2 separate regions of the Sus scrofa genome follow, and region 1 is linked to region 2. The links are chromatin contacts, called in public Hi-C maps. All regions are on one chromosome and are shown on one strand. The core of a region is the stretch at or near the end of the contact, and the rest is flanking DNA. Distances in the headings are between cores, read along the strand shown.

Region 1 (5,576 bases), core at 2,151-4,650, 56 kb before region 2:
CCACATTTCTCCATCTCCACTTCTAACCTGGATCCAGGCTACTCCATCCTTACCGGGGTTCGCCCCTCTCCTAACTGAACTCCCGGGTCCGTTTCTGCTCCATTCTCTACACCATCAGCAAGAAACTGTTCTGACCAACACAACTGCTACTTAAAACCCTTCCTGGTTTCTACTCTTTTGATGAAATCTCACCTCTTTAACTAGCTAGCCCCTTTTCATCTGGCCCTGACCTCTGAAGGATAGCAGAATATGCCACCCCAAAACATGCAACTTTGGCAGAATTATTTTGAGCTGACTGAGAAGAAGCAGATACAAGAAAAGCCCCCTGCCCTCCCCCATTTACCTAAAAGCAGGACATGAATTTTCTGATTTTATGCTCTTCTTTCCCCCCAGTTTTACTGAGATATAATTAACATACAGCACTGTGTAAGATTGAGGCGCACAGAATAATGATTTTACTTACCTATATCATGAAATACTACCACAATATGTTTAGTTAACACTGGTCATCTCCTGTAGGTACAAAAGGAGAAGGGAAATGGCTTTTCTTCTTTGCAATGAGAACTCTTCAAAAACTAGTTTCCTTTGTCGTGCCATTTCTCCACACATCTGTTGTTCTTTATGGAAGATAACATATAAGCCAGTTCTGAGCCACTTCCTTGAGTTACTTGTTTTTCCCAGGGTGTCCCCCATTTATACATGAGGTTATAAACATCTGGTTTTCTCTTGTTATTCCTTTATGACAGGGGTCTCAGACAGGAACTCAGAAGGGAAGAGACAAGGTTATTTTTCCTGCCTTATATCCCCTCTTCATCCTCAGCTCTGGTACCATGCCCTTCTACTTGACTCTGTAATCACACAACTCTCTTTTAAATTCACCTGAGCACCATGCTTTCTCAAATCTGGTGGCCTTTGCACAGGCTAGTCCCTTTGCCTAGAATATTCTTCCTTTGCTTTTAATCCAGCTACCTGATGAGCCATCTGTTTCAATGGAGGCTCTGCCCTGGTCCCCAAGCCTGGAGTAGGAACCTGAACCATGATGCCCTAGGCTCCACATTTCCATGTGGCTGTGGATTCCCACGGTCACCACAACCCTCATGACCCTTGCTCATAAGTCCAAAACTTTAACTGATTGGAAGCTCAATAAATATTTCGTTAAGTGAAAAGGCTGAAGGATTCCTATTTCTTCCTTGAAAAAAGCTCACTTATCAAAAAGGCTGCCAGGAATTCCTATTGTTGTGCAGCAGAAATGAATCTGACTTTTATCCATGAGGATGTGACTTCAATCTCTGGCCTCACTCGGTGGCTGGGCGATCTGGCATTGCTGCACTGCCGTGGGCTGTGGTGTAGGCTGCAGACAAATCTTGGATCCCGGGTTGCTGTGATTGTGGCTGTGGCTGGCAGCTGTAGCTCCGATTCAACCCCTAGCCTGGGAACTTCCATGTGCTGAGGGTACTGCCGCCCCTAAAAAGCAAAAAAAAAAAAAAAAAAAAAAAAAAAAAAAAAAAAAAAAAAGGCTGCTCAAAAGACTGCCAATTATCAAGCCATAACCCACATTCTCTAAAGTCACACAGCCATCACAATTATTAATTATTGATTCACTTAACATGTAACTGAATACCAATTATGGGCTAAAACCTTGCTTATTCCTTTATTCAAGGAAAAGAAACAGACAGTAAGCCCATGCTGCTCTAAAAATGGGACAATGTTACAAAATTTAGGGTTGTCTAAAGACTTGATTGTTCTGACACCAGGCACTCAAAAGGTAGTTTCCCAAACCAGGCCAGTAGAGGGAACTGTTGACTGGCACTATCAAGTCCCTGCAGCGTTGGAGAGAAGAGATTCTCTCCATGCAGAAGAAGGGAGAGTGCAGGGGGGAGCAGGGGAGGGCAGCCCAGACAGGCCTCCTCTCTGACACCGAGGGGCAGGGCCAGGTCCTGCGAGGAAGGCGCATTGCCGTGCCTGGTCAGAAAGGCTCCGAAAACTGGTGTTTAACAGGAAAGGCCAGGCAATGCTGGAAACCTCAGAGACTTCCCAAGTTCTAATTTATTTGAAACAGCAGAAACTGAGTAAAAGGAAAATGCTTCAAAACTCCATAAAAATCACAATGAGGTCAGATTAAAATCAGGACCGTGTGATGATAATAAAATAAGATAAATACAATGAAGAGGCATCTATTCCTGGCTCAGGCCAACTCATACACTCCCCTCTCAAGTGGGACCCTCCCGAAATCCAGGGTCCCATTAGAGTCGGCAGCCTGAGCCCATGGGCTATCCCCAGGAACCTCAGGGCCACCCAGTCCCCAGCAACAGTGACGTGAATAATAGCAGGCTGGCTCTCAAGGCATTTCCTCCAAAACCTGAAAGGTAAGTTCGAGGAATAATAAACAAGTTTGAAGGATGCCCAGGGGTTACTTACACGGAACCAACTTGATCTTACCCAGTTTTTCTCCCTGCGTCTTATTCCTGCTAAAGAGGAACAAGAAATGGAGAATGTGGAGTTCCCGTCGTGGCACAGTGGAAACAAATCCAACTAGGAAGGATGAGGTTGCGGGTTTGATCCCTGGCCTCGCTCAGTGGGTTGGGGATCCGGCATTGCTGTGAGCTGTGGTGTGGGTCGCAGACGAGGCTCAGATCTGGCGTTCTGGCGCCTCTGGAGTAGGCTGGCAGCAACAACAGCTGCAATTAGACCGTTAGCCCAGGAACCTCCATATGCCGTGGGTGCAGCCCTAAAAAGGACAAAAAAAAAAAAAAAAAGAAAAAAGAAAAAAAGAAAAAGAAATGGAGAATGTAAACACATAAAGCCTGGGACTGGTAATTCATTTCTTTGATAATCTTACTGCACTTTTGTTAGGGGGAGTATGGAAGAGAGGTTCAAATTATTGGCTAAATGAGATGGAGGGTTTATTTGAGGCTCTATTTTCATACATTCTCTCCACAGTAAAGGCCTACTTCAGATTTGACTGTATCTTTATTCTGCATAAAGATCCTTGGAGGTTAGGCTTTTCAGAGGACACCGAACAGGCAGATCAAGGCATCTGCATCTTAATTTGCACTCACAAATGCTGCGTGAGTCCTGTAAAAAGCCAGGACTCTCAGACAAGCTACACAGCCTAATAGCAAATAATGTAAACATGCAGTCGCTTTACAGTTTTTCTTAACCACACAGATTCTGTGGGGCCCCATGCCGGCCTGACCAAGTCATCTGGTGTCACTCCACCGCCCTGGCCAGCAACTTGTTTTGACGCTGAGGCGTGTGACACAACCCTGGCAGATAGAAACAAAGCTGTTCTGGAGGCTTCTGGAAATGTTTCCTATCTCAGAGAACAGATCTCATACAGGGCTTGGCTCCTCCTTCTTGAAAGCTCTCATGGTGTAACATGAAGCTATGCTGCTTGGAGCCGCCAGGCTGTCTGTGGATTGTGAGGGAAAGGTCAAGGGCATTTCTGAGAAGCTGGCCCTGGGTCCTGACATCACAAAGCCATGCAGTGAAGCAACGCCTCAACTGCCACCTTCAGACAGGTCATGTTGCAAGCCATTTCCTCATCGCTGAAGCCTGTTTCCCTATGTATTCAGTAAGTCGAACCCAAAAGGATCGTAACAGATCCTAGCATCCGATGATAATCAGGGAAATAAAACTGCAAACGTGAGATTTGGAGTGGCCTGACACTGAGAAAAGTCCCTTTCCAGGATAAGAACCCCCTTGGGAACATGGTGGGAGGTAGGAGTTGGCACAGGTTTCCTTAAAGCCACTTGGCAGGGGTTATATAATGTGCACATTTAAAACGCACAGGCCCTGGAGTTCTTGCTGTGGCATGGTGGGTTAAGAATCCAACTGCAGTGGCTCAGGTAGCTGCAAAGGTGTGGGTTTGGTCCCTGGGGCAGTGGGTTAAGGATAGGGCATTGCCATAACTGAGGTGTAGGTCACAGCTGAGATTCAATCCCTGGCCCAGGGAACTTCCATATGCCATGGGTGTGGTCATAATAAAATAGAAAATAAAACGTGCACGCTCTTTGATGAAGCAATTGAATTCTGAGAATCATCCATCCATTTCTTTTTTTTCCTTCTCTGCCTGGCTCTGACCTCCAAAAACTGCACTTGCAGGTTCCTTAGTCCTGAAGGTGCGGCTCAGCTGGGGCTGGAGGTGGGGGTGTGTGTGGGGGGGGTATGTGCCCTGCCCCCATCTACCTCCCACCTCAAGGGGCTCAGATGTCCAAGGTCCCAGCTCCTGGGGGCAGGGGGCAGCCCTCTGAGTGCCCCCTCTCTCCAGGGCCCACCCCTAAGCTCTGCCCACCCCCCAACAACAGTCCCCCTACAGATTCTCTACATTAGCCTCTGGGTACACCTGCCAGGATGCTGACAGGTAAGCCCTCCTCAGAAATGTACCCTGAGACACAAGACTTCACTCCAGCTTTGTCCATAACAAGCTCATCAGAAACCCCTGCACACTCGACTTTAAATTCAGGAGACAGGATTATGCGTACTTTTGCCTGTCCACCCACAGACCTAGCACTTAGCCGAGCACTTAGACATGAAGTGACTGCTGGGTAAATATTTATTTTAAATGAGGAACTTGCATAGAATGGATGGGCCAGAGTTTATTGAACTGTTATAGGATGTGAGGGATACAGCTGTGAACTTGCCATCACTCGGGTGTGCAACTGTAGGAACCAGGCAAAGTTCCTAGATCGATGGAATGGAAAAAGTTAAAATCACAAGCTCTCCAGAATTATCCCATTCATGTAAACAAAACAACCTTTTGAAAAGGAGAGAAGGAAGGGTAATCAGCTAGAATGCAATCAATCGATGAACTGGCGAGAGGGAAAAGAGACATTTCTTCTTCTTCTTTTTTTTGTCTTTTTTGGGCCACACCCATGGCGTATGGAAGTTCCCAGGCAGGGGTTGAATCAGAGCTACAACTACCAGCTTATGCCACAGCCACAGCAATGCCAGATTCCAGCCGAATCTGCAACCTGTGCTGTAGCTCACAGCAACACTAGATCCTTAATCCACTGAGCAAGGCCAGGGATCAAAGCCAAATCCTCACAGACGCTAATTTGGGTTCTTAACCTGCTGTGCCACAATGGGAACTCCAATATTGCTTCTTTTTTTTTTTTTTTTTTTTTATATTGCTTCTTTTTAAAAAAAAATACTTCCATGGTGATTTTTTGCTGTAAGCACGTGTTAGTAGACATCTTTTGGAATTAAGAAATCATAAAATAAATAAAACTGGTTGTGGAATTGGATTAAAATGGAATCATTTGATTCTATCAGCTAAAAAAGCCAAACAGCCTCTCTTTGGTCAAAACAGTACATAAAAGGCACAGACAGATGCTCAATTGCTCTTTTTTAGTCTCACTTTGATTTAGTGACAGCTCTGTGTCCTTCTGCTGACATCTCACCCAGGTCAGGTCAGTGCCCCTCCCCTCTTCAGCTCTAAGATCCACTGAGAGGCACCCCGAGCCCCCATTCTGTATGGGAGCCTGGCAGGCCCTAGTTCTCAGAATGAGATCCCCAGACCTCCAGCATCAGTGTCATCTGGAAACCCCCTTAAATGCACATTCTTGGCCCCCACC
Region 2 (5,822 bases), core at 2,291-4,790:
CTGCCTCAGGGCCTTTGCACTTGCTGTGTCTTCTGCCTGGAGTGCTCTTCCCCAGCTATCTTCTCTGCATCTTTACACGAATGCCACGGGTTCTCTCAGATGACCACGCTATCTACAATTCTGGCCTCCAATCTCTGAACACCTGGGTGGTCCTACCAGCCACAGGTGCTGCTGGCTTAGCTAGGCATGTGAAGAAGGGCCTCCCTAAGGAGATGCCCTTAAGACCGGAACCTGAAAGTGACTGAATGAGTCGTGTAGCCACATGAAGAGGCACACCACCACCCCAAGGCAGGACACTGGCACTTGGAAACCAAACTACTTCCCGATTTTTCTTTCTTAGCCAGCTACTCTGGGCCAGCCTCTCATCGGGAGCCTAGGGTGGCTTCTCTGGCTTTAGCGCCCACATTGTCCTGCACTGAGACCAACCACACAGCACCTGTCATCGCCCTTTTGGTTCCATCTGCCTGCCTAGAATGTCTTACCACCACCTCCAAAAGTCTTCCTTCACTGGGCTTCCAGAATTGTGCTCAGCTCCCTGCTTCCAAGACACTTGCTCTGTATAGCTGTAGAGCCCCTTCTCACATCCTACCTCTGGCTATAAGCACTGGGTAATCTTAGTTCTTCCCCAACTAAGAGGTTCAGACTCTCAAGGCAGAGACTATTCGATTCCCCTTCGAGCCTCCTGCAGCAACTAACCATGCCTTGCACACAGTAGGTCTGCAATAACACTTATGAGTGACTCACTACCCCTTTTGCTACAGGGTGGTATTTTAGACTCGGTGTCACTTTATTCTTTCAGACTGTTACAGAAAGACGGAGGCTGTTTGATCAACACCATTAAGAAGCCACTGGGAAGAATGCAAGCTCTTGCCCAAACCCCTCAGAGCCCAGAACCCAGGATGGGCCCCTTCTTATCAGAAGATAAAACAGTCTTGTCGTTGGTGGGTCATGTACCCCTTCTCCATCATGAATTTGTGGGGAGCAGACAGGCAGAGACTCAAGGCAGAAAAACAAAGGGAGACTCTGTAATCAAGAGGGAAAGCAGAGAGAAAAAATAGCTTTGCCTGACAGAAGGGGAAAAAAAAAAACCAAAAACCTGGAGGATGTCTCTTCCAAGCAAGGAGAAGGCTGGTGAATAAAAAATGACAAGACAGTAAACAAGGGCATGTCAGAGCACTGTGAGGCATTTTGTGCTCACAACCCCAGGAGGTTCTCGTTGTCATTAACCCTATATCACAATGGAGAAACTGAGGCAGAGAGGTGCTGAGAGGCTGGGACAGGCCTCTCCTGATTCTGTGCTGACAGAGGCTTTCAAAAGTGGCCCAGACACTGCATCTGACATACCCAAGCCCCTTGGGGATGGTTTAAGTTGCTCTCAGTCGTCTCCAGTGCAGCTGCTGACAAACTTATTTTTTGCCCTCAAAGGAAACATAACAAAGCAGGGCCCAGTGGAGCCTTAGAATGGGGGCTGGGCGAGCCAGGCACTACCCTGCGCCCACTGGAAACCCTGGGCTGCCCCAAACACGGGAGTAACCTACCCTACCCGAGCTCTTCCTCATCTTTGTGGGGCTTCCTTCCAAGCAGCCCTGGTTACCTTGCTTCAGAAACGTGAGTAAACATCAAGAAAATACAAACGTCTGATGGTGAAAATTCACTTTAGTAAAAGCGAAGGCACAGTGCAGAAACAACCCGCTGCCTGGCGGCTAGTGAGGGCAGCGGGAGGGCTGAGATGCAGGTATTGCCTAGTGTCTCCAGCCACCAGGGCCACACCTTAGCTCTCTTAGCCTTAGGGGCCTCTGGGCCAGCACCGCCTGATGTAGTACACCAAGCACAGAACCTTCTCCAAGTTCATATGCTGCGTCAACTTAGACAAGGATAGAAGCAGAATGTGACACTCCAGTGCTCCCCTTTGCCTAAGCCTGGCCCAGACCACAGTCAGGGACAAATAAACCAAGGGCAGAAGGTCCCACCAATTCCCAAGTAAAAGCACATCTTTTCTCTAACAGTTATGGGCTCTGGAACAAAAGCACTTTCACTCCCCATCTGCGCCAGGCTTAGGCTGCAGATCCCCCCAGAACCTGGGGAATGTGACAATCAGGTGAGACCACTGCCGCTGTCAACCCACCTGGCTGCTGTGGTCACTCTATGGTTTTTCCCTCCAAGGGCTTTGTTGGGTTGTGTTCTGAGAGCCAATCATTCTCAGCCCAACTTTTTCTTTCTTTCTTTTCTTTTTTTCCCTAAATGTTTCCCACCGTCTCTGAGTCTTGTCATGACTAATGCATACCCGGTGCCTCTCTCTCCCCACCCCCACGAGCCCGTCTGCCCTACCCCGCTAGCGCCGGCCCCACCACTGCCCTCCCCAGGGCCTGCCTCTGGGGGATCCCGACGGTGCTGGCTCTCCGAGGTGACCCTGCAGACAGCCAAGTCAGAGATCAAGCTGGCCAATCACCGATTGGGGTCGCCTGGCGAACCCGGGCGTGGGAAAGGGGAGGCGTGCGAGTAAGCAGGTGGTCCAAGGGGAACTCCGAACCTGGGTGGCCCGGAGGAGCCGATTTGCGCTGGGGCGTGGAAGGGAAAGTGCAAGGGCAGCGAGTGGGGCCAAGGGCGGGGGGGGGGGGAAGTTGGGGGGCGCAGGATATAAGGGGTTTCCCCTACAGGCGAGAATGGGTAACTGTCAGAGGGGGCCCAGGTTGAAGACACCCGGCGAGAGGCTCCGAACTCGGACAGTCCCCTTGGGGGAATTAAGAACACTCTGGGGCGGAAAACCAGAAGGGGCTGCGGTGAGCACGCGGGACTAGCGGCGTCCCCCCCCGGGGGGGGGGTACTGTGACCTCGGGCAGAGCAAGCGTGCCGCCCCACCCCGGCCTGGGACAGGCAGGCCACACGCGGAGCACGCCCAGAAAGCAAAGAAAAGGCGCTCTTGGCCGCGGCAAAGTCACGGTGGGACCCGGACAAAGTCGGGATCCAGGTGGCGCGGAGAATAGGAGGGAGGACTAAAGGGACCCAAACCCCGGCGGCACGTCAGCTTACCCGGCCGTTGCGATCGGTCTCCTGCACCTCCTCAGCGCTGGGCCCCCGCCGCACCAGCGCCCTCAACAGCCCCACGTCGTTGGCGCTGGCGGCGCGCAGGAGGGTCGCCGCCTCCGGGACGCCCTCCGGGAAGCCTTCAGGGACGCTCTCCGAGCTCACGGAGCTGTACTCCTCCTCGCCTCCAGAAGGGTAGAAAGAGTCGTCCGAGGCGATGCTGCGGGTGTCGGGCAGACTCGAGAAGTCCTCGTAGTCCTCGTAGTCAGCGGGGTCCTCCTCGGCCTGCGCGCCCCGGGGTGGGGACGGAGGCTGCGGGGATACGCGGCGCGCCCCGCCGCCCTCCGGCCCGGGCCCGGCCAGCAGCACCATGCCGGCGGCCGGGGCGCGGGCCGGGGGCCGGGGAGCGGGCCGGGAGCCCGGGACGCGCGGCACGCACCGAGGTCACCGCCCCTTGTCCCTCGCCGCCCCAGAAAAGCAGTGCTCTGCGCGCTCCAGCCCAGCGGAAACGCGCGCCCGGCGGCTGCGCTCCCAGACTGTAGTCACTGGAAGCTGGAGAAAGCCCCCCTCGGGGGTGGGAGGAGCCGCGGGGGCTTTCCGAGCGCTGCCGGCGGGCGAGCGCGGGCGGGGACCAAGCGGGAGGCGGGCGGGGCCGCCGCGCCGGAGGAGGCGCGCGCCCGGGATGCTGCGCCCGCCGGCCGGATCCCAGCAAAAGTTGAGAGCCGAGCAGGGGCTTCACGGCCCCGCGGGGACTATGCACCCGGCTGCTTTGCACCCGCATTCGAGCTGAGAAATGCACGCTTGGGAGAACCAGAGAACTAAAGAACCCGAAAGCCCTTGTTGCTGGCTGCTAACAGCCCCGCCCCTCCCCTCCGGCGACCCGCGGGATGAGGGCGAAGGTGGGGGTTGGAGGACGCCGCGGGCTAAGTCCGCTCTGGCGTCGGAAATACCCAAATCCCTGAGACCCGCAGCTAGCAGAGCGTCAGGCCTCCAGGCTGGGATGGGGGCAGTTTGTCAGCGTGCGACGCACTGAATCTGTTTTTGCAGCTCCCGGGGGAGTCCGGGCTCCAACGCCAACTTCATTCCTGGCTTAAGAGCTGGGCATCCCTGGGGCGCACTAGGCACGGAAGACAAGTGGATGCGTGGGAGGTCGGGTCCACCTAGGGACCCTGCCGCTCTGAAATGGGAGCTCCTGGCTACCACCGGGAAGTCCCAACCCAGGTGTATTGGGAAGGGGGATGCGGAGGGAGGATCCGCAGGTTCCCCACCCAAATCACTCAGAACCCGGGCCAGCTGTGGCTTGCAGGTTGCTCCTAAAAGAGCGACTCTTGACTCTGGGGTAACATCTGGGTGGGAAAGGGCGGCTCCAGGTCAGAGTGGTGAAGGATTTCCTCCTCCCTCATCCTTAGCCAATGTCACCGAGCCTGCATCTGCGGAGATTAAGTGGGTGAAGCCAGGAAGGGGCCCTGACTCCGCAGCTGGTGGCCAAACCCAGAGAGTAGGCCCGCAGCCGTCCGCCATTGTCCTGTCCCCGCACCCCTCTGGACCAAGCTTGGCTACTCCCGGTCTATCCCCGCCACAGAGGGTATGGATTTGCTGCGGGGAGCCCTTGACCTCTGGGAGGAGGAGGCAGCGCGAGCCAAAACTCATGGGAAAGGCCTTGCGAGAAGACGCGGTGTCAGGATGCGTTTGTGCCTGGGTTGGGGGTGTGGCTTCTTTGACAGAAACCATCCCCTGTCCACCAGGAGCGAATGCAGAAACCGAAGGGAATACCGCCTCTTTTTCTCTTCCCCTCTCCCTCCTTTTCTTTCCACCGCTCTTAACAGCGCGCCTACCAGATGCCAGCCCATGAGAGGCCCCAGGAGTGCAAAGGTGAACAAAACGGGGTAGACAAGCTAGAAGACCCCAGGCCTGGGCCTGCAAGCTGAGGGGCACAGCCATGGTCAAAAATACCTGGAGTGGGCTGTGGAGGCCAGAGCGGTGTTTGAAATGTCAGACCTCTCTGTCTTGAGGCCCTGGCTACACTGTGCTAGGCTGGACCTGTCTTCAGGATCACCTGGGTCACCAGTGTCCTCCAAGCCAGCCCAGAACTGGCACCTGGGAGCCAGGAGAACACGGTAGGAAGAGACCATGGATGCACAGCGAGCCCTGAGTGAGAAGTTAACTTGGCTTCACCGGCCTGCTTCTGTGGTCCCAGGCTTTCTCTTGGAAGCCAAAAATACCCCCAAATCATGGTTTGCTTTTTAAGTTTTTCTCTAACAGCATTTACATAAATTCCCAATGGAAATTTCCCCCTTTGAAGGTTGAGGGGTATTTCTCTTTCAGTGTTTCCAAAAGTCCTGTTAAATGAAGTCAGGGGATTTACAAGCAGAAGTGACCGCCCCCCACCCCCAGGACACGGTTGGGTTTGTCAGCCTTCCTCTCCTCCCAGCTGGGCAGGGTACTGGGTGGCATTAAAGAAAGACCTCAGCGGGCAGTGACAGGGCCCTGATGGATGGGGCCATGGCCTTCCAGCCGTAGTCCTGGACTGGAGCGGACAGCATGCTGTTCTGGAGTCAGCAGCCTCTAGGTCCTCATGCCTGGTCACTTAGCAACAAGATTCAAGCTCTATCTTCAGAGTTCACCACTTCCTCCTTTCCTTCCTCAGAAATTTGGGTCCAAATAGCATGGAATGTTTTAACCTTTAAAGGTTAACTTCTGAAACAGCCTGCTCCAAGTAAGAATTAGCCTTTTGTGAGTGATCAGGCTCCAAACCCAAGGTGATTATTGTCTTTTTAAAAAATGCACCCCTTTGACCG

The links. Hi-C and Micro-C count contacts between places; a contact is called where the count stands out from the background.
Region 1: a Hi-C map of skeletal muscle shows a contact between it and region 2, with 9 times the contacts expected there. The contact joins the enhancer-like site here to the promoter of ANKRD33B in region 2. A contact is called at or near these places in 9 of 47 Hi-C or Micro-C datasets (alveolar macrophages, blood, embryonic fibroblasts and 4 more) and 2 of 2 datasets of contacts at active chromatin or transcription factors (alveolar macrophages and skeletal muscle).

Annotation. Positions count from the first base shown.
Region 1 is chr16:202,830-208,405 of Sscrofa11.1, reverse strand. The region is part of intron 2 of ANKRD33B (ankyrin repeat domain-containing protein 33B); the gene reads right to left. Among named protein-coding and RNA genes, the nearest start is that of ANKRD33B, 56 kb to the right of the region's middle. Within about 2 kb of position 3,400, at least 28 of the 83 cell types and tissues checked have an H3K27ac peak or open chromatin away from gene starts, as enhancers often do. A contact at or near this core is called in alveolar macrophages, embryonic fibroblasts and skeletal muscle, where this site is marked.
Region 2 is chr16:147,204-153,025 of Sscrofa11.1, reverse strand. ANKRD33B (ankyrin repeat domain-containing protein 33B) reads right to left here and starts at 3,540. Exons shown (of 4, transcript XM_003134179.4): 1 at 3,031-3,540. The coding sequence starts at 3,396. LOC110257292 (a long non-coding RNA gene) reads left to right here and starts at 4,518. Exons shown (of 2, transcript XR_002339715.1): 1 at 4,518-4,609; 2 at 4,851-5,822.